Regions from separate parts of the Mus musculus genome. Here regions 1, 2, 3, 4 and 5 are each linked to region 6. The links are chromatin contacts, called in public promoter capture Hi-C maps. All regions are on one chromosome and are shown on one strand. The core of a region is the stretch at or near the end of the contact, and the rest is flanking DNA. Distances in the headings are between cores, read along the strand shown.

What was found. Promoter capture Hi-C pulls out the DNA fragments that hold promoters and counts their contacts. Capture Hi-C pulls out chosen DNA fragments and counts their contacts.
Region 1: a contact with region 6 is called in a promoter capture Hi-C map of erythroid cells, with 24 times the contacts expected there. The contact joins the promoter of Fem1b here to the promoter of Map2k1 in region 6. A contact is called at or near these places in 2 of 39 promoter capture datasets (erythroid cells and pre-B cells) and 2 of 115 datasets of contacts at active chromatin or transcription factors (astrocytes and embryonic stem cells).
Region 2: a contact with region 6 is called in a promoter capture Hi-C map of pre-B cells, with 5 times the contacts expected there. The contact joins the promoter of Spg21 here to the promoter of Map2k1 in region 6. A contact is called at or near these places in 2 of 39 promoter capture datasets (erythroid cells and pre-B cells) and 1 of 484 Hi-C or Micro-C datasets (CD4 T cells).
Region 3: a contact with region 6 is called in a promoter capture Hi-C map of liver, with 2.4 times the contacts expected there. The contact joins the promoter of Snx1 here to the promoter of Map2k1 in region 6. A contact is called at or near these places in 1 of 39 promoter capture datasets (pre-B cells) and 1 of 9 other capture datasets (liver).
Region 4: a contact with region 6 is called in a promoter capture Hi-C map of erythroid cells, with 17 times the contacts expected there. The contact joins the promoter of Pias1 here to the promoter of Map2k1 in region 6. A contact is called at or near these places in 1 of 39 promoter capture datasets (erythroid cells) and 1 of 9 other capture datasets (liver).
Region 5: a contact with region 6 is called in a promoter capture Hi-C map of erythroid cells, with 2.6 times the contacts expected there. The contact joins the promoter of Pif1 here to the promoter of Map2k1 in region 6.

The regions. Positions count from the first base shown.
Region 1 is chr9:62,809,482-62,813,675 of GRCm38.p6, forward strand. It overlaps Fem1b (fem 1 homolog b), which reads right to left and starts at 2,167. Exons shown (of 2, transcript NM_010193.4): 1 at 1,577-2,167. The coding sequence starts at 1,824.
Region 2 is chr9:65,458,441-65,463,033 of GRCm38.p6, forward strand. It overlaps Spg21 (SPG21, maspardin), which reads left to right and starts at 2,497. Exons shown (of 9, transcript NM_138584.2): 1 at 2,497-2,714.
Region 3 is chr9:66,121,653-66,126,481 of GRCm38.p6, forward strand. It overlaps Snx1 (sorting nexin 1), which reads right to left and starts at 3,234. Exons shown (of 15, transcript NM_019727.2): 1 at 2,955-3,234. The coding sequence starts at 3,113.
Region 4 is chr9:62,977,586-62,982,432 of GRCm38.p6, forward strand. It overlaps Pias1 (protein inhibitor of activated STAT 1), which reads right to left and starts at 3,294. Exons shown (of 14, transcript NM_019663.3): 1 at 3,263-3,294. The coding sequence starts at 3,286. Gm35574 (a long non-coding RNA gene) reads left to right here and starts at 2,929. Exons shown (of 6, transcript XR_379535.2): 1 at 2,929-2,942.
Region 5 is chr9:65,585,631-65,590,259 of GRCm38.p6, forward strand. It overlaps Pif1 (PIF1 5'-to-3' DNA helicase), which reads left to right and starts at 1,544. Exons shown (of 12, transcript NM_172453.5): 1 at 1,544-2,764; 2 at 3,375-3,507; 3 at 3,585-3,710; 4 at 3,821-3,974; 5 at 4,083-4,197; 6 at 4,318-4,424. The coding sequence starts at 2,219.
Region 6 is chr9:64,250,156-64,254,923 of GRCm38.p6, forward strand. Map2k1 (mitogen-activated protein kinase kinase 1) reads right to left here and starts at 3,450. Exons shown (of 11, transcript NM_008927.4): 1 at 3,058-3,450. The coding sequence starts at 3,137.

The DNA.
Region 1 (4,194 bases), core at 917-3,416, 1.4 Mb before region 6:
CCAGAGCCTTTCTAAATTTGTGAGAAAACTAATTTCTTCCTGACAGGTTCTCTTATCAACCCAGATCTCAACAAGCTCCATAGCAACAGCTGCTACTACAGGGACTCATTCCTAACTTAATAGATATGAATGTTTACATAGTGGGGCCATCCTGCTTCAGGCATAGGTAAAGTTGTGAGATGCTGGAGATCTCTAGGACACAAAGCCAAAGAATAGGCATGAATCAGGTTGCCATCTTTGCTCATCTTCCTACTATCTACACTAGAACCAAATATAAGCTATGACCCAGGGGCTGGCATTTCATTAGAATACAACAGTCCAAATCATTTCCCTCTCATTTAAAACTGACTCAAAAGCTTTTATGGTTTAAGGAGGAAAAAAAAAAAAAAAAAAAACAAACAAAATTTAACATTCATCTTTAAAAAAAAAAAAAAAAAAAAAAGATGCTTTAAAGCCCACACCTATAATGGAAGCTAAAGCAAGAGGTTGGGGGATTCCAGGTCAGCCTGGGCTATGCAGCAAGACCTGGTTTTGGAGACCAGAAGTAGCAAAGAAGAAGGGAGGGAGGGAGGGAGGGAGGGAGGGGCTAGAGAATATAAGAATGCTTCCAAACAGGCTTTTTTGGTCAGGCAGTTTTTACTAACCAAAACTAAATTGCATTTCTATACGTAGATTCCACCTACTGCAAAAGAAAATGCTAAACTAGTAATAGCTTATTCATTTACAGGTCAACAAAAACCAATGTAAACAAAGCAAACTGAATACAGCTATATTATGCCAATCATTCCGCAATCGTTCAGCACAGGAAAAAAAAAAAAGGTATCAAACGTGACGACTCTGTTATCTTCCTCCGCCCCCCAAAAATATGTACAATTAACCTCAAATGAAAAAAAATATTAGAATAATAGTAAATAGTAAATTTTTGAACAATGTTAAGTGTTTGTGAAACCTTCCCACTGTATCACCCTATACATGTAATTTAGCAATGGCGTAACTTCTACGCCAGGCCCAGAGCCACCTGTACAGCCAAAAATATTGGCCAGCATTGTGGGAGAGTCAGAACCGTGCCTAGAGATGCCCAGCTGCATGACAAGATTCTAGGGGCTTATTTTAACAGATAGTCCCACGACCTGCTTGAGGCTCGATCCGACCACGGGAGGGGGGGAGCGGGAGGAGAAGGGATATGGAGAGGTTAAATGAAGCATCAAAAGGTCCTCAATTTTAATTGTTGATCTCGTTAATTTCCGATCTAGGTTACTACGCCAGTGCTGATATAAAGATACAAAAACCTAGATGGGCAGCCACCACTCCGACAGTGCGTGTTCGCTGACTAATGAAGACTATAGATCTCAAGACCCAGGGTGTGGCTACCACCTACAGGGGGAAAAGGGTAGGAGTCGATAAGAAAAGGCAGCAAAGCATAGCTCTGGGAGACGAGGTGGGCATCAATGGGGGTGAAGGGATATGAAAAAGAACTGAGTCCACACATGAAAACAGGGTTAATGAAGGATGAGAGGATCCAGGGCTTGGGAGGCCCGCGCGCGTCGGAGGGAGGATGGAGTTGGGATGTACCTACCCGTCGAAGCGGACGGTGCCGGTCTGCTGGGTCTGCACACGGTAGTGTTCTAACAGCAAGCGCACCACCTTGGCGTGCCCATTGCGGGCTGCGATGATGAGGGGTGTGGAGCGCTGTCCTCCCTGCTGACTGACATAGCCCAGCAGGTAGCGGATATCGCTCTCTGACCGGTTAAGGAGCAAGGCAGCCAGAGTGAGCACCTTGCCCTCGCTGGCCGCCTTGTACACATAGCCAGCCAGGCCCTCCATGGCCGCCGCCAACTCCAACACCCGTTTGGTCGCCACCGCTGCTGCTGCCTTGCGCCCCCGGAGGCCGCGTCCACCAGCACTTCAGACCCGGGCCCTCACAGCCCATTCAACAGGGCGCCGCCGCCGTGTCCAGGCAGCAGCGCGACCCAGGGAGGGCGGAGACGCAGAGGTGGCCGAGCACCGCCGGAGGCACAAGTGGGACCCGGCCCGGGCGGGGAGAAGGACGGTCAGGGCCGCCCCCGAGGCCCCAGGCACCGGCCCTGGGCCGAGGGGATCTCCATGGCGGCCGCCGCCCCGGGTCTCAGGCCGCCTCCTTCCTGCGGGCTGCGACAGGCGCGCGCCCGAGCTACGGGTCGCCGCTGGGGTCTCGAGAGGCCCGCGCACGCCCTGGATAGCGAGCGATGTGCACGCCTGCCCGCGCCGGGCCGGAGGGTCTGGAACGGCCTCCACTTAGCTCCTCGCCGCAGGAAAACCGCGGGCACTCGCCCACCGGCGATCGAAAGGGTCCGCTGGCGAGCGGGGCTCCCGTGAGCCGCGCGTGGGTGTTCGCGGACCGCGCCGGCAGCACCAGCACCGGAACTTAGGGCGGGAGGAAAGCAGCCGCCGCAGACGGAGCCGAAGGGAGGGAGGGAAGGCAGGAGTGGGAGGGACGCTTAAGTAGGTATTGCTTCCTAAACCGACCGGCGGGCAAACGAGGCTATCCTAAAGAAAGGTTCCGCTGTGCGCAGTTAGCTGAGCTCTGATGCGGGTTTGAAAGTCCCTAGTGCCCTTGACGCAAGTAGCCATCTCGCCCCCACAGGACCCTAGGATGCTTAGTCAAGGCTGGGGGCGGAGAGAAGGCTACTGAATCTACGGGCTAGAAAGCACATCCAGTTTTATGATTATTACTGTGGGATACTGTCTGCCAGTGATTCACGCGCGGGGGCGCGAGGTGGGGGCCACAGGAAAAGGGGAAAGAGCACCCAAAAGATCCATTTTTGAATAAGGGCTATTATGAGCCTCCGAAATTTGGGAGGGCGAGAGCCGCTTCACTGAAAAGCAACTGAAAGCCTCACCAGACCTCCCAGGAAAGGGGATTAAGTGTGTAAGATAAAGAGCTAAGAGGCAGCAGTCATAGCCAGATGGAACCAGTCTCTAGTCCTGACCCTGCAGAACCTCCGCTGTCTCACTTACACGTCACAGAATTGTTAGGATTTGAAAAGAGCATTTATCCAAAGAATGCTATAAGCCATTCACGTACAAGGCTTTGGTTAGCATCAGAGATTTCTTCATCTAGGCTAGGCCTTTCTCTCCTGGGGCTTGTGTGGTTGTGTGGAGAAAGCAGACAAATAAATGATGTAGAGTTGTTGGATTCATGTCATTACTATGAAACAAGGGCTATGGGTGTGGACTAGGAGACTTCGCCTGGGTGGTCAGAGAAGTCCTCTGTAACAGGTGCCTGAAACAGAGGCTGGACAATGGAAATAGTTCAAAGATCCTGAGCAGAAGACAGATGGTGAGCTCAGAACAGAAGCAGTGTGGCTGCTGACTGTAGGAAGAGTTCTAAAGGATTAAGTCAGCAGGATGCAAGTCATGTGGCCCAGTGACCTATGCAAACGGTTTGGTTTACTCTGGGATTGCATTTAGGGAGTTTTAAATAGAAAAGTGACAAGATGGCGCTTTTTTTTTTTTTTTTAAGATCACATGCATGCTCCCTAATGTGTGCAGAACATAGCCCAGGAAGCAAGAGTTTAGAAGTTCAAAGGCCAGTTAGGAGAGGCTGGGATTAAGTGGAGGATAAACCACTTCTCAGATTATCTCCTAAAACAGTTACCTATTTTCAGATCCCTATGCAAATGTCGGGGGGAGGGGGCTTACACTATTAAAAAAAACAGTCTTGGAAATAAGAACTGAAGATAAGATTTCCTTTTTAATATTTATTTCTGTATTTTATGTATTCGGGTTCTGTGTCTGCATGAATGCCACTGTGCCTTCAAAAGAAATTATCAGGTCCTACTAAAGATTGGTTGTGGGCCAGCATGTAGTGGAAGAGAATTGAACCTGTATCCTCTGGAAAAGCAACCACTGAACCATCTCTTAAATCCCTAACTTCTGCTGACATAACTAGTAGAAGGGAAAGCTGGCCTGTTTTTGCGCTGGGACTTCAGGTTGTAAGAAAATCAAGTGTTTTTTAGGCTGTGCTGGCTAGTTGTGAAGGTTTTGAAGGGGAGTGGTTTTTTGTTTTGTTTTTGTTTTGGGAGGCTTGGAGGCTGTTTTGTTGTTGTCTTCTGTTTTTGTTTGTTTGTTTCCTGTCAACTTGACAGAAGCTAGAGTCATCTGGCAAGGCAGAATGTCAGCAGAAATAAAACACCTCCCTCAGATTGTCTGTAG
Region 2 (4,593 bases), core at 1,247-3,746, 1.2 Mb after region 6:
ATGTATATCTTTGTCAGACATGAATATATATATATATATATGATTGCTCTGTGTGATTTAAAACAAATGGTATTTTGTCAAAAAGAAACAAGTCTATTGTGATGGTACACCCCTGTAATCCCAGGAAGAATAGTCCGTGTTTTACCCTGCTGATCCATCTCTCCAGCCCTCAGAGTGAACTTTCAAGCACAAAATACATGTCCTGGGTTGACACACTTCAGTTAACAAGACCAGTTAGCCAGAAGCAGAATTACAAAAGCCAAAAAGCAAGGTTAGAACGTTTAGAGACTTTCCCGGGACTATGGGCTTTGATGGATTAGGTCTTGGTTTCCATTTTTGGCAGGTGGCACTGTCTACATTCTGAGCTTTAGAGCCCAAATGACACTTCCACCATGGAGCCAGTAGTGCTAAGGTCTGGGACCTGTCATACCTGGTCTTTATATAGAATTCCAGGCCAGGGAGGTTTACAGAATAAGATTCTGTCTTAAGACACACTCCCCACTTTCACCCCACATGCCTAAAGTTTGGGACAAATCCACAAGCCATTTGGTCCCTTGTTTATGTTACTTGGTATTCACAGCATATTCTGTGAACATTCCAGCTTTCGGAGGAGAGCCTCATACAGGCATTGATGCTGTACTTAGATGCTGTGGGAACTTCCAGTGGATGCCACACAGGACAGCTGCAAATTCTTAGCACTCTGCCCACCAAGTCTACCCAAGCTGTGGCCTGCCTTGCTCAGAAACCTGCTGCCAACAGCTGTGTGCTGAGACAGCTGGACACGCAGATGTCAAACATTCTGTCAAGGACAAACAGTGTGCTTGCCATGTGTTGAGGAACAACTGAAGATTCAAATAACCCTATGGGACTTTTCTAAGAGACACAAAACATTGTTAGATTGCTCACATTGTAATAAAATATGCACACACACACACACACACACACACACATATATATATCAAAGCCTATCTATCATGTATTTGGTGATGAGCTCTGAATTTTGAGAGCTGGTTAAAGGTCTTTTCAGATTCTGTATCTACCACTTTTTGCTATAATTTTGAACAATTCAGTTAGCTTTGAGATACAGTACCACTATTTGAGATCCTTCTGCCTCACCTTTTTGAGAGCCGAGACATCACTATGCATTGGGGAAAATGTGTCTGGTGTTTGTCTAAGTTCTAGACTGGAACCTAAGACTCCTGAGCCATAGATCAGTGTTTGGTTGTTTTGTGGTTTTGTTTTTGTTTTTTTGAGTCATTGTTTTCGTCTGTGCTCTCTAGGCCTGGAGAGATGGTTTGGTGGTTAACAAACTTACTGCTCTTCCAGAGGACCAAAGCTGAGTTCCTAGTACCCAGTCAGGCTTGATCCATCTTAATCATCTGCAGTTCCAGCTCCAGGGGGTCCAAAGCTGGCCTCAGCAGGCATCAACACACACACGTACACACACACACACACACACGCACACACACACGTACAGGCACACGCACACACACACACGCACACGTACATGCACAGGCACAGGGACACGCACACACACACACACACACGTGGGGGCTGAGAGATTGCTCAGAGGTTAAGAATACATATTACTTTTACACCCGTGTTAGGCAACTCACAAACACTTGTAATGCCAGCTCTAGGATCCTCCTCTGCCCTCCTTATAAACTACACTCATGTGCACCATATATTCTCTCTCCCACAAACACACACACGATTAAAAGTAATAATAATAAAAAATATTTTTAAAAGTCCCTAAAACATTAGGATCTTGCTTTAGGAACCTTACAAATTTTCAAACAAGATTGACAGGTCACTCAATATTATTATGCATTATTTCAGAGCAAAGCTGTAAGCTAACTGAAAGGTGTTGTGGCATCTGCCACATCTCTCGTAAGAACAGTGACTAGACTGTGCCTGACAGAAGAGGGCAAACCAGCGCTGAGTATACCCCCTCAACATCAGCACAAAGCCATAAAAGGAGACAAGGCTTTGAAAGGAGGTCAGAGGACAGCGTCTATACAAAAGGTAAAAACAATTTTGCTGAGAAAGCATATGCAGTTGGGAGGCTGAAGGGGAATGGGACATGGGAGGCAGAGACTAAGGGAGGGTGATGATCCAAATTCTTTATATAGGTATCAAAATGTCCTAATTAAGCCATTGTAATGAACTGATATATACTAATGTTTTAAAAAGACTATGTCAAGGCCTATTCACCAAAGCTATGGACCAAAAGTGTCTCCCCACCAAAGCATGAAGACGCCTAAAAACCGAAGTCAGAAGCACATCCCCGGGGCCTACAGCCTAGATTTTTCACTTCCTCCTCCATGCTCCTGTCAGAAGTGACCAAGAACTGACCCTTATCCACCACCAGCCTCCACAGCCTCTAGGACACCGCAAATCTCAGAACAGGGCCTCCCTTGCCAGCCCCGTCGCCATAGTAACCACCAGAGCCCCGCCCCTTCCTCGCCATCTGGTCCCGCCTCCTCGGAACCCGGAAGCGGGAGGCGCGCCCGGGGAGCTCGCAGTACCAAAGCTGGGAGGCGGTGGCCTCTGGCTGCTCGGCCGCGCGCCCCCTCTGCCCGCTGCTCCCGCGGGGCTCCTGATCTGCGGCCGCCGGTCCAGTCCGCGCCCCGCCGACTCCATCCTCTGCGCCCAAATCGGGGCGAAGATCCGTCTAGGCTGGAAAGAAAGGGACGCGGGAGCGGCCACGGCAGGTGAGGGGCAGGCCCTGGAAAGCAAGAGTGTGGGTGTGTGGTGCGTGTAGGGTTGTAGGTGGGCGTGTATCGAGCATGCGTGACTTACGAGCAGAGTTCACGAGTGGGCAGGTCCTTGTGACCATGCACGTGATCCATATCTCTGTGTGTGCGTGTGGTGCGCTCTCGCGGGCGCCTGTGTGTGTCCGATTGTGCCTGTGGGTCTGTCTAAGGTTCAGCCTCGGTTCATTGCGGATTGTTGTTGTTTCTGAACTGGTGGAACCCAGGGCGGCCCCTATGGCGATTGGTGCCCAAAATCCTTAGTCAGACATCCTCATTTTCTTGAGCCACCCATCCTGGGGCAGAAATTCAGGAGCATTTTGGTTTCAGTCAACTTTTAAGGGCTGCGAGTAGAGTTGTTTTAAAGATCCTACCTCAGACTAGGTGTGAGGCCTGTGAAAGAGTCATGAAGAGTGTAGCAGGGCGAGAGAAACCCCCCCCCCCTTTTTTCTTCTTTTCCCAGGGAGTTAGAAGTTAGGGGCTGATGTTGTTTTGTCTCCATCTGCAGTGGTCTAGCTTCTCTTTTTGCAAGGATTCTGCACATTGGGAAGCCGTCTAATAGCTGTGTATGAGTTTTCAAAAAGATTTTACACCAGAACCTTGAAACGAGTGGTCAGAGAGAAAGATGTGCGGGCAGCGTCTCCTCTCATGATATTTAGAGAGAAGTGGATAGGTTCCTGGAGAAAGGATAAATCTTACCTGAAGAAATCTCCAAAAAGATGGCTATTTAATACATATAGGTGTGGTGAAGGATGAAGATGTGTAGTGAACAGCCCGCCGCAGGGCCTTAGGTGTAGTTCAGTGGTAAAAGCCCATGGTGAGCGTTCCCCAACACCGAGAACCATAGTTATGTCACCTAGAGGCTCTCTAGTTCTAATAACCTTTTTAATTGGTTGTATTAACAACCACAGATTGTCCCTATATAAGACACCTATACATTGAGATAAAGGACCAGCAATATGTGACTGACCGTGTGTTAAACATTTGTAGAGGCGATTTCCTCAGCTATGAACTGCAGGTTCTGTTGAAACTCTGAAGGCCAAGTACATGCTCTCTCACAACTAGCCAACTTACTGTCCAGCAACGCAAGGTCCAAGAAGAGCTGGGGAGCCTTAGCATCCTGGCCAGCGGGAGGAGGGGTTTCCTTGATAAAGCTTATCTCTGCCTCTTTCCTCACCAGCCTGAACAGGTGCTTCTGTTTTTTGTAAAGAACAGAGTCACGAGAAAGCAAATCTGTCCTGAACACACTGCCCATGTTTCTTTTCATCCTGACCAGTTTGGTCACAGTCTCAGCTAACTTTCTGGGCCACAGATTTTTTTTTTTTTTTTTTTTTTTTTTTTTTTTTAAGAATGTTTCTCTTGTGACTTGGAAAAGCATCCGGCTTAAGTGGATGAAAGAGAGCTAGAACAAACTTTCCTTTTCATACCCTTCACAGCTGCTTTAGCTTTGCAGCAGGTTTTTTTTTTTTTTTTTCTTCCTAGCCGTCAGCTGGTCCTACGCAACATTTGGCAACATTTGGTAACTGTCTCACCTTTCCTCACCACCCAACCAGCACAAGTGTTAGAATCACCTGTCCTTGCAAAAGTGTCCTCACAGCTGTGTAGGAACTCTTATGCATCAAGATTAGTTACAATGTGGTCAGTACTGAGCTGCTTGTGAGTTATACTGAAGACCCGGTAAGGACTACCCTTCGGCCACTGTGGGAAAGAAGTAGGTAGCTCATTTGTGTGCCTGCCTGTGTGCTTGTACCTAGTTTGGTTTGTGAGTGGCATCTTATTAAAACTGTGGATAATTTTTTTTTTTTTTGTAAGTTGGTCGATCCTAGAAGTAAACTTTAAC
Region 3 (4,829 bases), core at 1,984-4,483, 1.9 Mb after region 6:
TCTAAATGCTACATGCCCCAGCTTCCTAATACTGTAATGCCTATTTCTTTGTTTCTAAAATGTTAACAAATCACAATAGAAAGGTTAGGTTAGGCTGGGATGTAGCCCAATGGTACAACAGTAGAATAAAATGCTTCAGATGCCTGGTCTCAAGCCCTTCTCTTCTCTTTCTTTCTTTCTTTCTTTTTTTTTCTTTCTTTCTTTCTTTCTTTCTTTCTCTTTTTCTCTCTCTCTCCCTCTCTCTCTCACACACACACACAATCACACACCAACTTAAAACAATAGGAAGCCACTGAAGCCATCAGTTGATGACTTTTAGCTGATCAAGTCAATCTTATTAATTAGCTTTGTTTTCTAACTCATTCAGTTTTGTAGGTTTTTTTTTGTTTGCTTGTTTTGTTTTTTTGTTTTTTGTTTTTTCTAAACAGGGTTTCTCTGTATAGCCTTGGCAGTCCTGGAGCTCACTTTGTAGATCAGGCTGGCCTCGAACTCAGAAATCCGCCTGCCTCTGCCTCCCTAGTGCTGGGATTAAAGGCGTGCGCCACCATGCCCGGCTCAGTTTTGTAGTTTTGACTGCTGAAACCCTTATCAACAAAAACAGCCCAAGCTCTCTAAAATAGTTTAGTTTTTTTATTGTGTAGAAACAACTGTTCCAAGTATTTCACATCCTAACTTAACCTTCATAAAACCAGTAGTAAACACAGCACCTCTCTGTTGACAGGAGTGAGTGTGTGAGTGTGTGTGTGTGTGTGTGTGTGTGTGTGTGTGTGATTCTACCATATCTCTCTTACTCTGCCCATTCATCAAGATCTCCGAATCCCCACTGATTTCGTTTCCTAAGACAACGTCCCATGAAGTCCAGTGTGGTGTCTTGATCCTTCTGCCTCAGTCTTTCAGATGTTGGGATTTACCACACCAAGAAACTTTTCTTTCTGTCAGGAAATTTAGCTAACAGAATACTTTGTCCAAGAATAAGCTAGCAAAACTGAGCTTGGTGGGACATGCTCATCCTACCATTCGGAGGTGTAGGCAGGAGGATTGATTGGGAGTTCAACACTTTGGCTATGTGAGAACCTATCTCAAATGATAACAAAACAAAAACCAAAGTTAAAATAAGCAAGCAGACTGCCTAGATTAGCATCAGACTTTACAACCTACTCTGTAATCTTCGGTGTACCCAGGCTGAACCTGAACTTTCAACAGAGCCCCTGCCTCAGGTCCAGAGTAGCTGAGATTATAGGTTTGAGCCAATAGGCCCAACTTAATTTCTTAATTTTTCAGTGTTTTTCTTTCATTTTAACTGTGTAGAAGTCTAAATTCTTTGTCTCATAACTAAAGCATCTGTTAAAAATATAATTTATAACTAATGGTTGCTTAATAAAATCGCTTAGTGAAGCCTTGGTTTCTTGAAGAGTAGTATTCTGGGTCAAATCTAAAGATATCTAGCTACTGAGGACATAGTTCAGTGGTAGAATGTATAACTAGCATTTGCAACAAGCTGGGTTTGACCTCAGCACCTGCTTTCTGTGGTAGAGCAAAGTAATTCTGACTATCCTTCCCTCATTTTTTGGGAAGAAGACAAGAGATTTTTACAGTCTTAAGAAGTATCAAGCCTCCATCACTAACTGGATGAGGTCAGTAAAACCACAGTCTCGTGCTTTTTACTAAGAACTCTGGACAACAGCTCCTCCCTGCCAGTTTCAATTTTCAGGTATTTCACCCATCATCTCAGAAGTTACTAACAGTAGCTGTTCTCCATGATTTATGAGAGTAACTATATAAAGATACTTAAACAGAAATAAAGACTCCATTATCGGCAAGTTACTCTTTCTCAGAGTAGCAGACATCATTAGACAATCTGCTGTCATTAGCACCAGCAACCACTTTATGATTATAGCCTTCAATTTCTCAACATAGTAAAATTTTAACTACGGCCATGTTAAAAAAAACAAAAACAAAAAACCCTCCAAAATCTAAATTTTTTCTAATGTAAGGGGCACCTCCAAGTTTTCAGACACATGCTATATACAGAATTTAAAGTTATTTAACTCAGTCTGATACTGATTAGCTACTCTGAAGAGAAACAATAACCAAGAAAGGAAGATAACTGCATAGACTCGGTACTGAAGACGTTTCTAAGCTGGAACTAACTGTACCGAGTGGTATGAGTCAGTGTTCTCATAAAACAGCCCAAAACATCTCTCCTGGTGCTGTTAACCCATGACATTCCACACGGAAAGACAAGGAGGTTTTGGTTGTTTTGCCAGCAGCTAGCTCTCATTTGAAACCTAGATATTTATTATGGGAGACAGTTTTTCCCTTCACATTTACAGATCTGTTTCCAAGCACTTTAATGCATCCTTTTAACAGAAACAAAAGCTTTCTGATCCGTGTAATCTATTTCTCTCAACCAGCATTTGCCCTGATTCCTGGAGAGATCAAAGGAGTCACAACCTAACTTCCATAAACTAGTATCCAGAATGGGCTTTTGGTAATGACCAGGAAGTGCTGGGTATAACAGGAGGATCAGTGGGCGGGTCATGGTCCTTCCTAGATCACGTTTCCACTTTCGGTGCAATAAAACAAGGGAACTGATGGTCTGCACCTCATTTTCTAATTTGTCATGTTTAAAGTCAGTCTGCCCAGGACACAACCAGCAGAAATGCCCGCTGAATCCTTGGGGTAACCACACCTCTGGGCCAGGGGACGGCCTAGGTTGCTCTTGGCTATTAAGGATCCGTGGTGAAGCCACCACACCCCTCGTCTCTTCCCGCCCGGGCTTGGGCAGCCAGGCTCTAGGGCTCGTTTCCTACTCAGGGCCCTGGAGTCCTGATTGCTGACACCGAGCGAAGATTTCCCACCAGGCCCACTATCTTCAAAGCCCTCGAACCCTTAATAAGGGTTCTCTTTTGGGGGGCTCTTTTCTGTCTGCTGCCCCAAGGATGGGAACTCACGGCTGCCGCGGCGCCAGTGAAAATATCCTCCCCCTCGGTGTCGCTGTCCCCAGCCTCGGGTTCTGACCCCCCGGCAGCCCCTTCCGACTCCGGATCCATGCCAGGGAAGGGCGGAGGGAGTCGCTCCGAAGCGCTACAGCCACCACCTCCTGACGCCATCTTCCTCCACCCGTGGCGGAAGCAGCAACAACAACTTTATAGACAGTGCCGCGAGCAAAGCGCTCCAGCCGTGTGAGGTGCGCGAGGGCCGTTATGGACCCAGAGGGACCATCGGGGCGGAACCTGGGGGAGGGACCTAGGGCGGGGCCTGGGCTGCTGCTCAGCCAATCCAAGCACTGAACCGCAAGGCTGCACTGGGGCGGGCCAAGTAGGCAGAGGAGGAGCTAGAGGCTGAGGAGTTCCTCCGGGTCTTTGTGCCCTGCATGGCTCTATCTGTCACGCTTCTAAGGTTCTGTTTGAATAAAGTCTGTGACTAACAATGTTTGAAAACCTCTGCATGCCACCTGCTCATGCCAAGCACAGTGTTCTCTGAGAGATTCAATAAATATTTTTGATTGAGGGCTGAAACGACTGCAGGAAGTTTTGCCACTTAGTTTTTGGACATTAATTCATTTAACATATACAGAGCATTCACTGTGAGCTTGGCACCTTACTGTGCGTTTCAAATACAAACACAAAAGCTCCTGGCTCACAGTTTAATGAGGCAGTCTTGTAAGTCAACAATTTAAACACACTCAGTGTTACAGTGTGCAACAATAAAAAGAAGTTATCGATTTTTTGAGAAGCCAGGCTTCACACAAAGGGGAGATTTCCGTGTATTAAATTCGGTCCTTAAGAATTTTGGGTTATAGCCGGGCGTGGTGACACGCCTTTAATCCCAGCCCTCGGGCGGCAGAAGCAGGTGGATTTCTGAGTTCAAGGCCAGGCTGGTCTACAGAGTGAGTTCCAGGACAGCCAGGGCTATACAGAGAAACCCTGCCTCGAAAAAAAAAAAAGTTCCCGGAACTTAATCACAGGTTGGTGAGTCGAAGTCAACTAGAGTTTAAAGATAACATAGGTTATGTTATCACGGACTAATTTGCAAGATGATCCTTTCAAGGAGCTGAAACCTGCCACTAACACCAACAGAGGTGGTTTGCTTTTCTGGTTGAAACCACCTTAGGCAGGCCTGAAATTCTGTGTCCAAAGCTGGCCTCAAACTCAATGCTCCTCCCTCGGCCTCCCAAGTGCTGGAATTACAGGCATGAGCCACCAGGCCTAGCAAAGTTGGCTGTTTACAACTGCAAACTCAACATTAGGGGTGGATTCCCTTACAGATAAAGTAAACTGCCTGAAGGTCAGGAGAGTGTCTTAGTTTGTAACTTTTATTCCTGCATACACATTGTGTATGGCAAATTAAGTGTCTAATAAATATTTGAGGTGGAAACACAATCAACTCTGTAACTGGCACCCATCACAGCCATGAACACACAAAAAAAAGGTTAAGAAATGCTTTTTTAGGATGTTCATCTCCGTTATCATTACTACATAGTGAACACAGATAAAGTTCTCTCGCTGTAATTTGGGTGGTGGTCGATAGAAATCCTCCCCATGGAGAGAAGCTGCACTAAACTAAGTTTCTAGGAGATAAGAAAACTAAGCCTTCCCTGTCCGTAGGCATGCCTATCAACATTGGTCTTCCAAAATAACCCCTTTCACCGCAAAGGAAATCCACTTCCGGCCTGGTCAGAAAGTAAGAAAAATTTGTTTGGAAGTGGCTTCCTCTGAGAAATAGCTGTAGAGTCTCCGTTCTAGAATATCTTCCAGTAGTAGTAACCTTGATCTCCTTTCCCCTACCTCTTTAGGATTCATCTTTAGTTCTTCCTAGGAACTGAG
Region 4 (4,847 bases), core at 2,044-4,543, 1.3 Mb before region 6:
GGGCCATTAGGAAAATAATTATAAATACAATCCACTGCACAGTCAAATGTGGGCTGTGAATTGGGATAAGGAAAAAAAATTAGTGTTTCCTCAGCAGTTCCCATTAGAGTTCTGTATTTTCATTTAAAACTTAAAAATAAAAAAATCTAGGGTTCCCCCTAATTATTTAGACTTTCCCTATTTTATTAGCATATATGACCAATATCTTTCACACATCACTCACACAAACACATGCACACCCTAAAGAAAATATTTCTGAAAGGAATATATTCCAAACTTCACTGTACACACACACACAAAGATATGCATTCCTGTTATCATCGCCCCTACTCTCCAAAGCAGCAATACCACAATGAAGCCTTAGCAGGACTTTTACCACAGCTATCACCAGCTAAGTAATCTATCACAGCTCCTTTAAGTCTCAGGCACACACAATGACACACCAATGTGTCAAAACACTTATTATAATTTGAAAAATTATACAACAGAAACATAAGAGTGGAAAACAAACCCTCTGGAAATTTCAAGTAGCTTTTAGAGAGGGTGAAAAAATGGAGACCAGTTTTAGAAAAATACCATTTCCATTAAGTGTTCAGAGTCTGTGTGATACTGACTCATTTCTGTAAAGAGTAAACTTTACCTAACAAGACTCACACCAGGAATCTCATCTATCCCCAAAGGCACTCTTCTTTCTTTTTCCTTTTTCTTTATTCTATTTCTTTATTTTATCAAGACATGATCTTACTAAGTAGCTCTGCCTATCCTGGAACTCACTCTGTAGATCAGCTGATCCTCAAAAAGAGATTCACCTGCCTCTGCCTCCCAAAGGCTGGGATTAAAGGTATGGGGCCACTATGCCTGGCCCCGAAGGCACTTTCTTAAAATAGAAACAACAAAGGTACTCTGTTCTTTGCAGGTACTTTTCCCATATGGTTTTCAAGCCTTACTACATGGTCCATGTATAAAAAACTTGGCCAGCTATTTTTCAAATTGACTCCTAAAAAGTATTAGGAAGCAAAGATAAGACAGCAGCAACTCTGAAGAGGATGGGGGTGGCACATGCTTTTAATCCCAGCACTTGGGAAGCAGGAGGCAGGCAGATCTCTGAGTTCTGAGTTTGAGGCCAGTCTGTTCTATAGAGTGAGTTCCAGGACAGCCAGGGCTACACAGAGAGAAACCCTGCCTCAAAACAAAATCAAAAATAAAAGATGACAGTAACATAGTGACAGAAAAATAATTACATAAAATACACATACTTGAGCTCTGGGGTTTTTTGTTCGTTTGTTTTTATGCAAGGTGGTTGTCTCCAAAATGTTAAATTTCAGAGGCTTTCTTGGTGAAATCAATAGTCTGAAATTGGGATAAAAAAAACTATCCAAGTCAGGAATGGTGGTGAATGCCTTTAATCCCTTTAATCCTAGCACTAAGGAGGCAGAGGCTAGAGGATCCCTGAAGTTTAAAGCCTGTATGGTCTGTCTACACAGTGAGTTCCAGACCAACCTCAGCAACATAGCAAACCTCTGTCTTAAAAAAAAAGGGGGGGGGGGCGCTATCCATTAAGATTTTCTGTCTTAAACAAGTTAGTAATTAGAAGTAAACTTAAAAAAAACAAATACCCAAATCTTGTACAAAAATCTTGATATGTTAACACTCCAAAGTTACTAAGGAAAAAAAGATCTTCCAGTGAGGCTTTTACACACACACACACACACACACACACACAGGTGCACGGAAAGAAAAGTGTCCAGAAACACAGGTAGTGGTCTGCTTGTTTTAGAAGTTATTTCATTATAATGGGGAAAATAATAATTTTTTTTATTGATTATAAAAAGAATTTCTAAATCTCCCTGAGGATTTATAATTGCATAGCCCAATCTCCACTCTGACAGAGATGTGCTATAACCAGCTGTTTGGTTCGCACACAGGAAGCCAGAGAAGGGAATACCATGTTCAGAGCCTCTAAATAATATGCGTTAGTTAAGAACTGCCTGCCTGCTACTAAACCAGAATTATTCAAGCAGAGACCCATTTGTCACAATCCAATCATAAGGGTTCCACCAGCCCTCCCCCAACTGCTTGTGTAGTGGTATATGTGCTTCAGTAAAGGAGCCATCATCAGGTAAAGATTGGGGTGGGAGAAAAAGCGGGGGAAAGGGGGCACCCTTTCATCTAATTTCGCGAGGCATGAGTAATTGGTACAGTTGAGAGGAACGATGGAACGTTCTATTTATTGGAGGTTGGGGTGGGATGGGGGGTGGGTGGGAGGAGAATTTCGTTTAAATCAACATGGCCAGCAAGATGTCCCTAACAAACAAAAGGCAACGGGGGATATAAACACGAACCATTCACCTCCATCAGCTATAGCATCGCCATCATGGTGTGTTTAGAGACCCCCAAGGCTGCTCTCATCTGCCACACCAGAGACAGCAAGAGTGCAGAGAGGTGGCTGCATCCCCACCACCGCTCCCAAAAGCACACTCTTTCAATGGGTTGCTCCCCACCACCACACACACACCCTCCCCGGTGGCCCGAAATCAAGAGAGAAACAGTAACGTCCCGCCCGGGCAGACTCCCCCTGCAACCCTTTAGCCGAACCCCCAACGCCGGCTCCGGGCTCGCTAAACTTTCCAAGAGCTTCTCCCTCGTATTCCCTAGCCGATTGCCCCGGGATCGCGCATTCCCTCTGGCCGGGCACCCATTGACAGGCGGGCGGGCAGCGGCGGCAAGCGAGGCGGGGGCGCCTGGGCGCCGCGGAGGGGCGGGGCGGCCGGAGCCAAGTTCCCGGGGGTCCGAGCGCTGCGCCTGACAGGAGCCCGGGACGGCGAAAGAGGAAGAGGAAGCGGCAGCGGGGCAGTTTTCCCGATCCCCCTCTTCCCAGAGCAGCCTACACCCCCCCACCCCCTGGCTGCCCATGGGGGGGGGGGGGGGAGGCGGGCTGCAAGGTAAGGCACCCAGGCCCCGGGGACCGCCGCTGCCGCCACGTCCCGACTCACTCTCTCTTCGCCCCGCCACCCCCGCCAGAGGCGCCCACAACAATAACACGCCGGGGACGACCCGTCAGCGCCCCCGAGGCACCCGGGGCCCACGGCCCGCCGCAGCCAGGCCCCCTCCACTAAGGCCCGGAGCGCCTCTCCCGCCTACAACTCCAGACTCGGGTGGAGCCCGGCCCGAGCGGGCCCCCCAGGGTCCGACCCATCCCCCCGGCAGCCGCGGCGCCGTCTCCGCGGCCGAATATTAGAAGTGAATTCGAGCTGCGCTTTACCTTTAGTTCCGCACTGTCCGCCATCTTGCGTCTGTCAGCGCAAGCGCAATGAAGCTCGCCGGGGGCCGCGCTGGAACCTCCCCTCTAGCGGACTTGACTCCGCCTCCACCCCGCCCCTCAGCCTTCCCGCTCCGCCCCTGGCCTCCGCCCCACTCCAGGAGCTCGCTGCCCCGCCCCGGGCACGCACAGCTGCGAGACCCACACGCACTATTTAAATAATGGCGCCAAGCGGGAGTTTGACAGTTACTACCCCCTCGGCCTCCCCGCCCCCACACTGGCCGAGCCAGTAGCGCCCAGGGAAGAGGCCACATCTGGGGAGGTGTTGGCCTCAGTCTCATCCTTCGGCTGCCCTCTGAGCCCCAGTTGACTGAAGCCACGGCGCGCCCCCATGCGCAAGATGCGTTCTGCACCTGTACCCTACCCAGCTGCCGGTCGATCACAACTAGCCAATTAGTCAGTTTTGTCTAAGGAGAATTTGACGAAGCGTTTCTGGGTTTACGCAGATCCTCATGATGAGGCAGTTAGGCCAAAAAAGAAAAAAAAAAAAAAATATATATATATATATATATATCATTCCCATGGTATCTTTTCCGAAATAAAAGCTCTGAGGGGAAAAAGGGACTCTCCTAAACAGCATTTAACAGTAGTAGCTAAGGCAAATTCTGAAGACATTTATTCATCGCGTCACCCTGGGTAGTCAGAAATTAGAGAAGATCCCTGACCTGTCGCTCATGGGGTACAGATCTGTGAACTATTAAGATATAATTACTAATGGTGATGAACAGCATAGAGATTAAAAGGCTCACCAAGAGAAAAATGGATTGGGGGGGGTGGGGTGTGCTTAATCCCAGAAGGGTTTTCTTCACCTACATTGATATTTAGACTTACTCCTATCTACTAAAAGCTTCCTTCAAAACCCCAGCCTTTTTTAACTGATCAACTTTTTACTATCAAAATCCTCTTAACATTTGGGTTACTCTGAATTCAAGAAGGCCAGGTCCTGACCAGTGACCTGGATTATTTCACTCCCACATGCCCACATGTTTTACTCCAGTATCTTTATAGTTCCAACCCCCTTTCTTCAAGGAATCATTTTCATCAGCATATAAACATAACCAAAATTCCTTACTTAAATTTATGCTTCCTCTGGATCCAAAATTACCTTCAATGGGTACTCTATTTCTCCGCTTTCTTCACTGAATAAATTCACAAACAAGACTTCATTTTTCTACAAGTACTTGTTCCCATTTCTTCAGTGGCATTACCTCCAAACCTATCCTGAGGCAGCTCCACTGCCTGCCCTATCTTGAGCTCTCATCTACACCTTTTCGAAGCCCACTCTCAGTTCCCAGGGCTTACCTCAATTGCCTAGAGGGAACTGCTAACAGTTGATGTGATTGCTTTCTCTGGAAACAGAGTTCTTGAACTTTCCTCCACATCACTGCCACTGTCCCAACATTCCATTCCTGTCTCTTTACTAGGTAGCTTCCCCACCCCCACCCCTATTCCTCTCTCCTCGTCTCTCTCCCTCCTTTCCGCCCTCCACCCTTTTTCTCTCCTGAGTCTCACTATTCAGCCCTGGAAT
Region 5 (4,629 bases), core at 294-2,793, 1.3 Mb after region 6:
ATTTATTTAAACATATATGCATATGCACACACATCTATATGTTCATAGAGTTTTTCCTACATGTTTGAATGTGTGTACCAGAAGGTGTTAGATCTCCTGGAACACAAGGTTGTGAGTCACTGTACTAGCTGAAAACAAATGGTCTTAACCTGTGAGCCATTCCTCCAGTTCCAACGAAAACATTTTCAGGATTAGAGAGATGGCTCAGCAGTAAAGAGCACACATGGGTCTTGCAGAGATCTCCAAGTCCCAGACCCCACGTGGTGGTTCACAAGCATCAGTTTCAGGAGGTTCAACAGGCACACAAGTGGAGCACATGCAGGCAAAACATTCATACACATAAAGTAAAATAATTCTTAACAATTCTTATAATTCTTATTTTGAATATCAAATTTGAGGGCTGTACACTCTGATCCTCAGCGCTGACTGGCCACAGTGGTAGATGCATGGAATTGTAACATTTAGGTGGAGGCAGAAAGATCAGAAACTCAATGTTATGTCCCTGAGAGTAGCAACTTAGAGATATTTGAGGCTAGCCTTGGATATATGATATCTTGGAGGGAAGAGGGGGAGGGGAAAGAAAGAAGAAAGAAAGAAAGAATGAATGAATTTAGTTTGTAGTGGCTATTATTATCTGTAAAATGAGGTGACTGGACCCACCCAGAAGATCCCTTCCAGCTATGTAATTTCAAACTTCAGTGAAGGAAAAATAATAATTAAAAGTAAGTTTTCAAAGCTGGATCTTGTCAAGTGCTTATAGTCACAGCTATTTAGGGAGCTGAAGGAGGATCCCTTAAGGCCAGGAATTTTTAAAACCAGCCTACACGGATTTCTGAGTTCGAGGCCAGCCTGGTCTACAAAGTGAGTTCCAGGACAGCCAAGGCTACACAGAGAAACCCTGTCTCGAAAAACCAAAAAAAAAAAAAAAAAAAAAAAAAAAAGCCTATAAAATGTAACAAGGCCCCAACTGAAAAAGATAAATTCTCGGAGTGGTCAAAGCAACCAGAGGAGTAAGAATTCCCTGAGAACAAGGACTAACTGGCTTCCTTTATAACCACTGGACATCTGTAGTCTCAGCAGGGTAAAAGACAAGGGGGCAGAGAAGGGCAAAGAATTAGGGAACAGGGAAGCGGACTTGGCTGGCCCAGGGAATGACCTGAACAGGAGCCAGTGGTTCGTTCTGTGGGTGGGAACAGGGTCTCCCCAAAGCCAAGCACAGTCATGTGGTGGTGGTAGAATGAGAAAAGCAGACAGCGTAAATTGAAGGGTTCTCAAATCTTTAGAGCCGCCTTGGGTAACAATACGCCACGCGCCACGGAGCCGCAGCCCCATCCCTACCCCACCACGCCCACTCGTGGAACTCTAAAACGCACCCAAGACCAAACACAAAAAGCCTGCTTCTGGTTAACTGTCCTCAGAGAGTTGGAAAGACGAAGAAACGCCGGCCCGTAGACACGCCCCCGCCCCTGTCCCTGATTGGCTAGAGAATTTAAAGACCAGGCCGGTGATAGGGTGGTTTTTCTATTCCTAGTATTTGAATGTTCTTCCTGCTGAAGCTTTCTGCCGGCCGGTTCAGATCAGCTTTTTCATCTGAAAGCAACGAGTCTATCGGATCCTTGAGGTGGGAGGCAAAGAACGCGATTATTTTAGTGATCCTCGCTGGGAGAGGTACAGATTCGTGGGTCAGACGGAGGGACAATGGATTCCTGGGCCTGGAGGTTCCAGACATTCCCTAATCATTTACCCTTTCCAAAGCACTGGAACCACACTGACCCTGATACCTACTAATTGGTTATTGAAGGGGGTGTGCAAGTCTCAGCCTGTTTTCACTTCCAGCCAGTCTCTTTCCCATCGCCCAACGTGTGATTATTGTTCTGCTTCCTGGGTAGAAGTCCCTAACGAGTCCCCTGTTGGCCTGGGTGAGTCTCCTCAACAAGCTTCTTTTCTGAGCAGGAACACCTTTCTAATGTGGACATTGCAGGACAATCGCTCGCGAATCCTAAGTGCATGTGACCCCACCTTCCAGCAGCAGAGGACGTTTCTCCTCGCTCCAGAGTGCTTGGAATATCTTGGTGGCACCTTCTGTTACCAGTGACAACCTGTTGACACTAAGAGGTCTGGACAGGATTTCCCGTCACCGCAGCCATACCACCTATTACATCTCGATTTTCTGTGACTTATGCGCTCCGGTCTCTGCACGCCTGCAGAGGCATTGGAGATGCCTTCTAGCACAGAGGCGGCGACCGATGAATGTGACGATGCGGAGCTCCGGTGCCGGGTAGCCGTGGAGGAGCTGAGTCCTGGAGGGCAACCTCGCAAGCGCCAGGCCCTGCGCGCCGCAGAGCTGAGCCTAGGTCGAAACGAACGACGTGAGTTAATGCTGCGACTGCAGGCACCGGGACCCACGGGGCGGCCACGCTGTTTCCCGCTACGCGCCGTGCGCCTCTTCACCCGCTTCGCTGCGACTGGGCGCAGCACGTTGCGGCTCCCCACCGATGGAGTCCCTGGAGCTGGCTCAGTGCAACTGCTCCTCTCCGACTGTCCCCCGGAGCGCTTGCGCCGCTTCCTGCGCACGCTGCGCCTGAAGCTGGCGGTTGCCCCTGGGCCGGGACCCGCCTCTGCCCGCGCACAGTTGCTCGGCCCGCGGCCCCGAGACTTTGTCACCATCAGTCCAGTGCAGCCAGAGGAACTGCAGCGTGCTGCAGCCACCAAGGCTCCAGATTCTGCGCTGGAAAAGCGGCCAATGGAATCCCAGACTAGTACGGTGAGAACCAAAAAGGGAGTGTGGGCGAGCTATTATTGAGGATCGAAGAAACCCTGGAGGCCCAAGGTTGGGGGAAGATAGTCAGGAGTATTAAGGAGACAGCTGGTGATTTGAAATGCCCATCGTACCTTATTTGAATATGATGGTGAGGTGTAAATCATCCATGCTTACCCACCAGTAAGTCCCAAGATTAGATAAGCTGAGAACAGGAAACTAGGATCCTGGCCACATCCAAAGAAATAGCGGCGGAGGAGACAAGACAAAAACTTAGAGGAAAGAACGGGTATTAAGTCCCAGAAGAGAGGAACTTTGGGAAATAATAGAAAGGGATCAGGGGCAGGCAATCGTCCAATCACCTGAGGAGAAAACCATCAGGTGGATCTGACGGAGCTTTTAGATTCGATCGGGTGTGGTCACCAATCTAAGATGCCTGACACTGAACTGATGAAAAGCCAGAAATGAAGTCTGGTATCTGTCGGGACTAAGTTCGGATGACCCAAGCCTGCTCAAAGTTCCAAGTGACGTCAAGAGCACAGCAAAGGGCTGTTTTGCAGTGCATACAGACCAAGCAGCATGGCAGGAGGTTCTGACACAGCCCTGTTCCTCCCAGGAAGCTCCAAGGTGGCCCCTGCCTGTGAAGAAGCTGCGCATGCCCTCCACCAAACCGAAGCTTTCTGAAGAGCAGGCCGCTGTGCTGAGGATGGTTCTGAAAGGCCAGAGCATTTTCTTCACTGGGAGCGCAGGTAATAGAGCAGGAATAAGGTGGTGGGCAGCCCTAGGGGGGAGCAGGCAGGCAACTCTGACTTTGCCTACTACCCAGGGACAGGAAAGTCCTACCTGCTGAAACATATCCTGGGTTCCCTGCCCCCTACTGGTACTGTGGCCACTGCCAGCACTGGGGTGGCAGCCTGCCACATTGGGGGCACCACCCTTCATGCCTTTGCAGGTAAGTGTGAGCCCTTGGGCTTGGGGTAAGAGCAAGCCAGACCTGTGGCAAAGGAGGGAGAGATGAGGGGGGCTGGGATTTCAGCCCAGACTGAATTGCGTCACTCATAGGCATCGGCTCAGGCCAGGCTCCCCTGGCCCAGTGCATGGCCCTGGCCAATCGGCCAGGTGTGCGGCAGGGCTGGCTGAACTGCCAACGTTTGGTCATTGACGAGATCTCCATGGTGGAGGCAGACTTCTTTGACAAGTTGGAAGCTGTGGCCAGGTCAGTACGGACGGCAAGGGCAGTCACTGAGACCTGAGTCTGGTTATTTCCTCCAAGGGGTTTGCCCACCGAGCATCCGTCTCTAAAGCACTCCCTGCTCCCATCCAGAGCTGTCCGGCAACAGAAGAAGCCATTTGGAGGGATCCAGCTCATCATCTGTGGGGACTTCCTACAGTTGCCACCAGTGACCAAAGGCTCCCAGCAGCCTCAGTTCTGCTTTCAGGTACTGGTCACACCCTAACCCTGACCTCTGCTTGTGGGGGACTTACATCCCGATTCTGATCCTATGCTTGTGGGGGAGTCTCCTCTGATCCCTGACTCACCCCTGTCCTTTCCCCACCAGGCCAAGAGCTGGAGGAGGTGTGTGCCTGTGATTCTGGAGCTGACTGAGGTGTGGAGGCAAGCAGACCAGACCTTCATCTCTCTACTGCAGGCTGTGAGGTTAGGCAGGTAGGTCCCGGAAAAGCGGCCATGAGATGAGAATGCATGAATGGGTTTATGTTATTATGTTTGGGGGTGGCAGGTCCCATGTAGCCAAAGCTGGTAGAGAATTTGGATGTCCTTGAACCCCTGATCCTCTTACCCCTACCTCCTCAGTCCTAGGACTTACAGGCTTTAGGTAACCACACGTAGTCCAGGGAAGAGGGAGCGATGC
Region 6 (4,768 bases), core at 2,200-4,699:
TTGAATCAGCCATGGTGTATGCACAAAGATCAGAAGCACAGGGTTCTTTCTGTTGACAGCCCAAGATAGGAGAGGCTTTGCTTGAGAAACATGCCCCAGGGTAAGCTGTGAAGAGGAGTACAGCACTGTCCCCACTCTCCCCAATTAGTGCTAGGAAACAAGGGGGAACAGTCCCTGTTTGTCTCCAGCAGCCTACACAGAAATGTCTCCTATTGTCACCCAGCAATGAGTCATGGAGGTAGATGCAGATTGCACAGAAAACTAAGCTAAAGGGTTGTTTGTCCAGAGGCATCTTAACACACCCATCCACCATCAAAGGACATGACCTGTCAAGGTCTACCAGCCTCTCAACATCCAACCCAAACACCAGAGGTGGACTGTTCTGGAAGGTTCATTTAATCACAACTACTGTAAGTTAGTTCTATTATTAGGACTATTTGTTCTGTTAAAAATAAACAAATAAGCCAATGCCCAGAGACTTGTCCAGGCTCACAAAACTACAAGTAACAGAGCCAGGCTTCAAATCCAGAGTGATCCAGCACATAATCTCTGAAGCAAACCACTGTTAAGAACCTCACAATCCCATCCAAAATTTTCTGCCATCAACTCAGAGGTAGTTTCCTCTTATATTCCTGATTCTGTTTCTTTAAAAAAAAACAAAACAAAAACAAAAAACTAAAACAGTGGCAGTATTTGCCTTTAATCCCAGCACTTGGGAGGCAGAGGCAAGTTAGAGGTTAGCCTGGTCTATAAAGTGAGTCCCAGGACAACCATGGCTACTTAGTGAGCCCCTACCTCAAACAAACAAACAAAAATTTTAAAAATTTACTGTCTTTGTATGTGTGAGTGTGGGCATGCAGATTCCACAACATTTGTGTGGAGGTCAAAGGATAACTTTCAGGAGTTGATTCTCTACATCCAATGCAGGATTTGGGGACTGAAAGATAATCAGGTTTGCACAGCAAGCGCTTTTACAGAGCTATTCCTCTGGCACCCTAGTCAGTTCTTTACATGAAAGCTACCTTTCCTTTAAAGGAGTACAGTTACAACGTCAAAAAGAACAAGAGCATGACAACAGGTATCTATCTCCACTTGCAAAATCAAAGATCTGAAGGTAGATAGGGCCCTAACCTTTGACAAGAATCTAGAGTGAACAAAACTTATCCTAAGGGTTGGAAAGATGGCCCAGCAGTTTGAAAACTTAAGAGCCCTTACTGTTTCTGCAGGTGACAGGGGACTACAGTTCAGTTTCCAGCACTCATGGCTCACAACTAGCTCCAACGAATCCAGGGAATCTTGATAGCTCTGGCCTCCAAGGGCACCTCACTCATGTGCACATACCCATGCAGACAAACATACACATGTATCATTAAAAATAATATAATTTACACCCAACCATTGGACTGAAGTCGGGAACCCTTATGGTTGAATTAGGCAAAAAATTAAAGAAGCTGAAGGGGAGAGCAACCCCATAGGAAGACCTGCAGTCTCAACTAACCCAGACCCCAGGGAGCACCCGAACACCGAGCCACCAACCAGGAGCATACACCGGCTGGTCCGAGGTCCCTGGCACATATATAACAGAGAACTGCCTGGTCTGGTCTCAGGAGGAGAGAATGAGCTTAATCCTGGAAAGAGACTTAAGGTTCCAGGGAAGGGGGGGCACTCTCAGAGGCGAGGAGGAGGAATGTGATGAGGAACTGTGGGAGGGGAGACTGAAGGGGGCAACAACTGGAATGTAAATAAATAAAATAATAAAAAAATTTAAAAATAATATGATTAAAAAAAAAAAAAAAGCTTGTGCTAATTCTATGCCAGTCTGGGTTACACATATAGACCCTACCCATCCCACTCCATTGTCTCACAAAAATATTTGTCCTGAAAAGAGTTGCTGAAGAATACCTTACCTTGAAAGAGGGGAGGGGGACTTGCAGTCTGTTTTACAGGGGGTAAACTGCTGTACATACACACTGAACAAATGCTAATTATGCTGCTCAAAGACATATGTTACAAATCCAACGTCAAGGGCAATGTCAAGGACCTAAAGAAAAGATGTGTTTGAAGCAAGTCTTAATAATCTGGCTATGCTCACACAAATCCACCACTACCAGCCCTGCCATTGATACTACTGCAGGTATCAATGACAGTAACCATACCAACAGGTCCTGAGTTATTAAAATCTAGGGAAAGGAGGGAGGGGGGTTACAATAATCTCCAAAGGACAGAATGCCTGAAGCTACTTTCATTTTATCAGATACCTCTCAAGTCTCCTGACCTCAGGGAAAGATGAAGAAGAAACCCAACAGGTGGGCTCAGAAACCCACCTTATGAAATAAACTCTTATCTGTCTGTAAGCAACACTGGCCCCTGCAGATACCGAGCAACCTTTGGCTTTGTTTCCCTGGTCATCGTTCTTATGCCTCAAGTCAATTTCCGGCTCCCGGTCAACTAAGCAAAGCTGGGAGAATAACCGGTGAGGGGATGAACTGTTGCATGAACGGACAGATGAAGAGAGACTCCTCCCTCGAGCAAGGTACTTCTCAAGAAAAAGGCCACGGATGAGGGAGTCCCCAAAGTGAACCAGGGAAAAGCCATGGGGAAATCTGTGAACACACGCCCCCGCTGGCCAGGCGATCAACCGGCCACAAGGCCCCACAGGTGTCAGGCACCAAAAGTAAATGGGGCTCACCCATCCCAAGTCCACACTCAGACCCCGAGGAGGTCTCAAAGGTTAATGAGAAGCGACCTGAATTTGCTCTGCGTCTTGTTACAGGCCAGAATCCCAGAGTATGCCCTTTAGGCAATAGCTAGGGGGGGACGCATTAGGTTTCGTTTTCTTGGGCGAAGATTGATGTCGGTGGCCAGGGACGACAGACACTGTTGGGAAAGAGGGGGATCGGGACTTGTAGGGTGCACGGTCGATGTGAGTCAGGCACCCAATCAGTGCTTAGTCACTGATAGCCCGGCGGCCGGAGTTCCTCGCCCCCCGCCAGCCGGGCCGTACGTGACGAAGCCTCGCCTGGCGGTGGCGGCCTCCCGGCCACTCCCGGTACTCACTCGGCCGAGCTGGTCCCGTTAACCGCCGAGCCATCGGGGGCCGGGTTCAGCTGGATGGGCGTCGGCTTCTTCTTGGGCATCTTGCAGCCGGGAAAGAGCCTGCAACTCAGCAGGGAGCGCGCGGCCGCTTCTCGCTTCCTCCCTCGGCTCTGCCCAGAGTCGGGGCGGCTCGATCAACGCCGCGCTCCTGGGACCCTCCGCCCAACCCACGCGGAGAACCAGCTGCGCGCGCTCGCCGGCCGGGAACTCTCGCCTCAGCACACCGGTTCCTCGGGCTCGGACGGCTCCCTGCGCACTACCCACAGCTCAGCTACAGCCCCAGCTTGGAGAAAGTGCGGCCACCGCTGCTCCGGCGCTCCGAGACGCCGCGCACAGACGTCCCAGTGAGGGACTGGAGGGTGAGGGAGGGGCGGGGAAACGAGCAGGCCCCGCCCCCACGGGGGCTGCAGCGCTTCCCTCACGCCCGCCTGACTCCGCCCCCGTCGCTTCGCCGACAGCCAATGGGGACTAGCCTCAGAGGCAGATGACGCGGAAATACGTCACGGGAGGCGCGGCGCATTGGCTTGGGGCGGAGTTAAAGGGAGGCTTTCCGGGCGCCCTCTGCTGACCAGCGGTATCCAGGTGGCTGCTGTACGAGGTTCTTGCACGCAGGTCATCTTGCCTTTGAGTGGGGCTGCTTGGCCTATTTATCTCAACTCTTCTCCTCCCTTGGGCTGGGTCATTTTGACCCAGACAAAAGTACAAAATAAATAAGAAAAGGACCCCTTTTCGTGTCCTGAGGCCAAGCGGAATTGAGTAAGAGCAAACTAAATTGAACAAAAGCCAGGAGTGCACATTTTTAATTCCAGTACAAGAGGCAGAGGCAGGCTGATGTGTACGCATTCGAAGCCAGCTTGGTCTACACAGCCAGGGATACATTGTGAGACCCAGTCTCAAAATAAAAGAAAACTTGTCAAGAGACTCCTTAAACTAAACTGACATGATTTTTCTATTTTAATTCTACTAAAATGGAGGTACACAGCTGAGAACTCCGTGCTGCAGAGGTGGTAAATTAGTGAAGCCTATTTTGAGAGCAGATTGAAGTCTAATTAATGGGGTCAGCCGACCTAAATGTATCCAATCTCATATCCTCTTTTTCGTTTTCTAAGCCTTTTGGCAAAGTCAAGTTTGGAGTAGCCTGGACAGCTAGCGCAGAAGTTGAGGGTGTTTCTTGCTTTAACAGGACTCTAGTTGGGTTCCCTGCATTCGTGTTTGGGCAGCTCACAACCACCTGTAACTTCCAGCTGTAGTGGATACCATGCCTCTGGCCTCTGAGGGTACATGTACTCTTGTGTACATACCCAAACACACACAAACATCATTAAAAATAAAGTCAGGCACACACTTTTAATCCCAGCACTCGGTAGGCAGAAACAGGTGGAAATCCCTAGTTGGAGACTAACCTGGTCTACAGAGTGAGTTCCAAGACAGCCAGGACTACACAGAGAAACCCTGTCGTGAAAAACTAAAATGGCTGATGAGATGGCTCAGTGGGTAAGAGCACCCGACTGCTCTTCCAAAGGTCCTGAGTTCAAATCCCAGCAACCACATGGTGGCTCATAACCATCTGTAACGAGATCTGACTCCCTCTTCTGGAGTATCTGAAGACAGCTACAGTGTACTTACATATAATAAATGAATAATCTTAAAAAAAAGAAAAATTAAAATGATG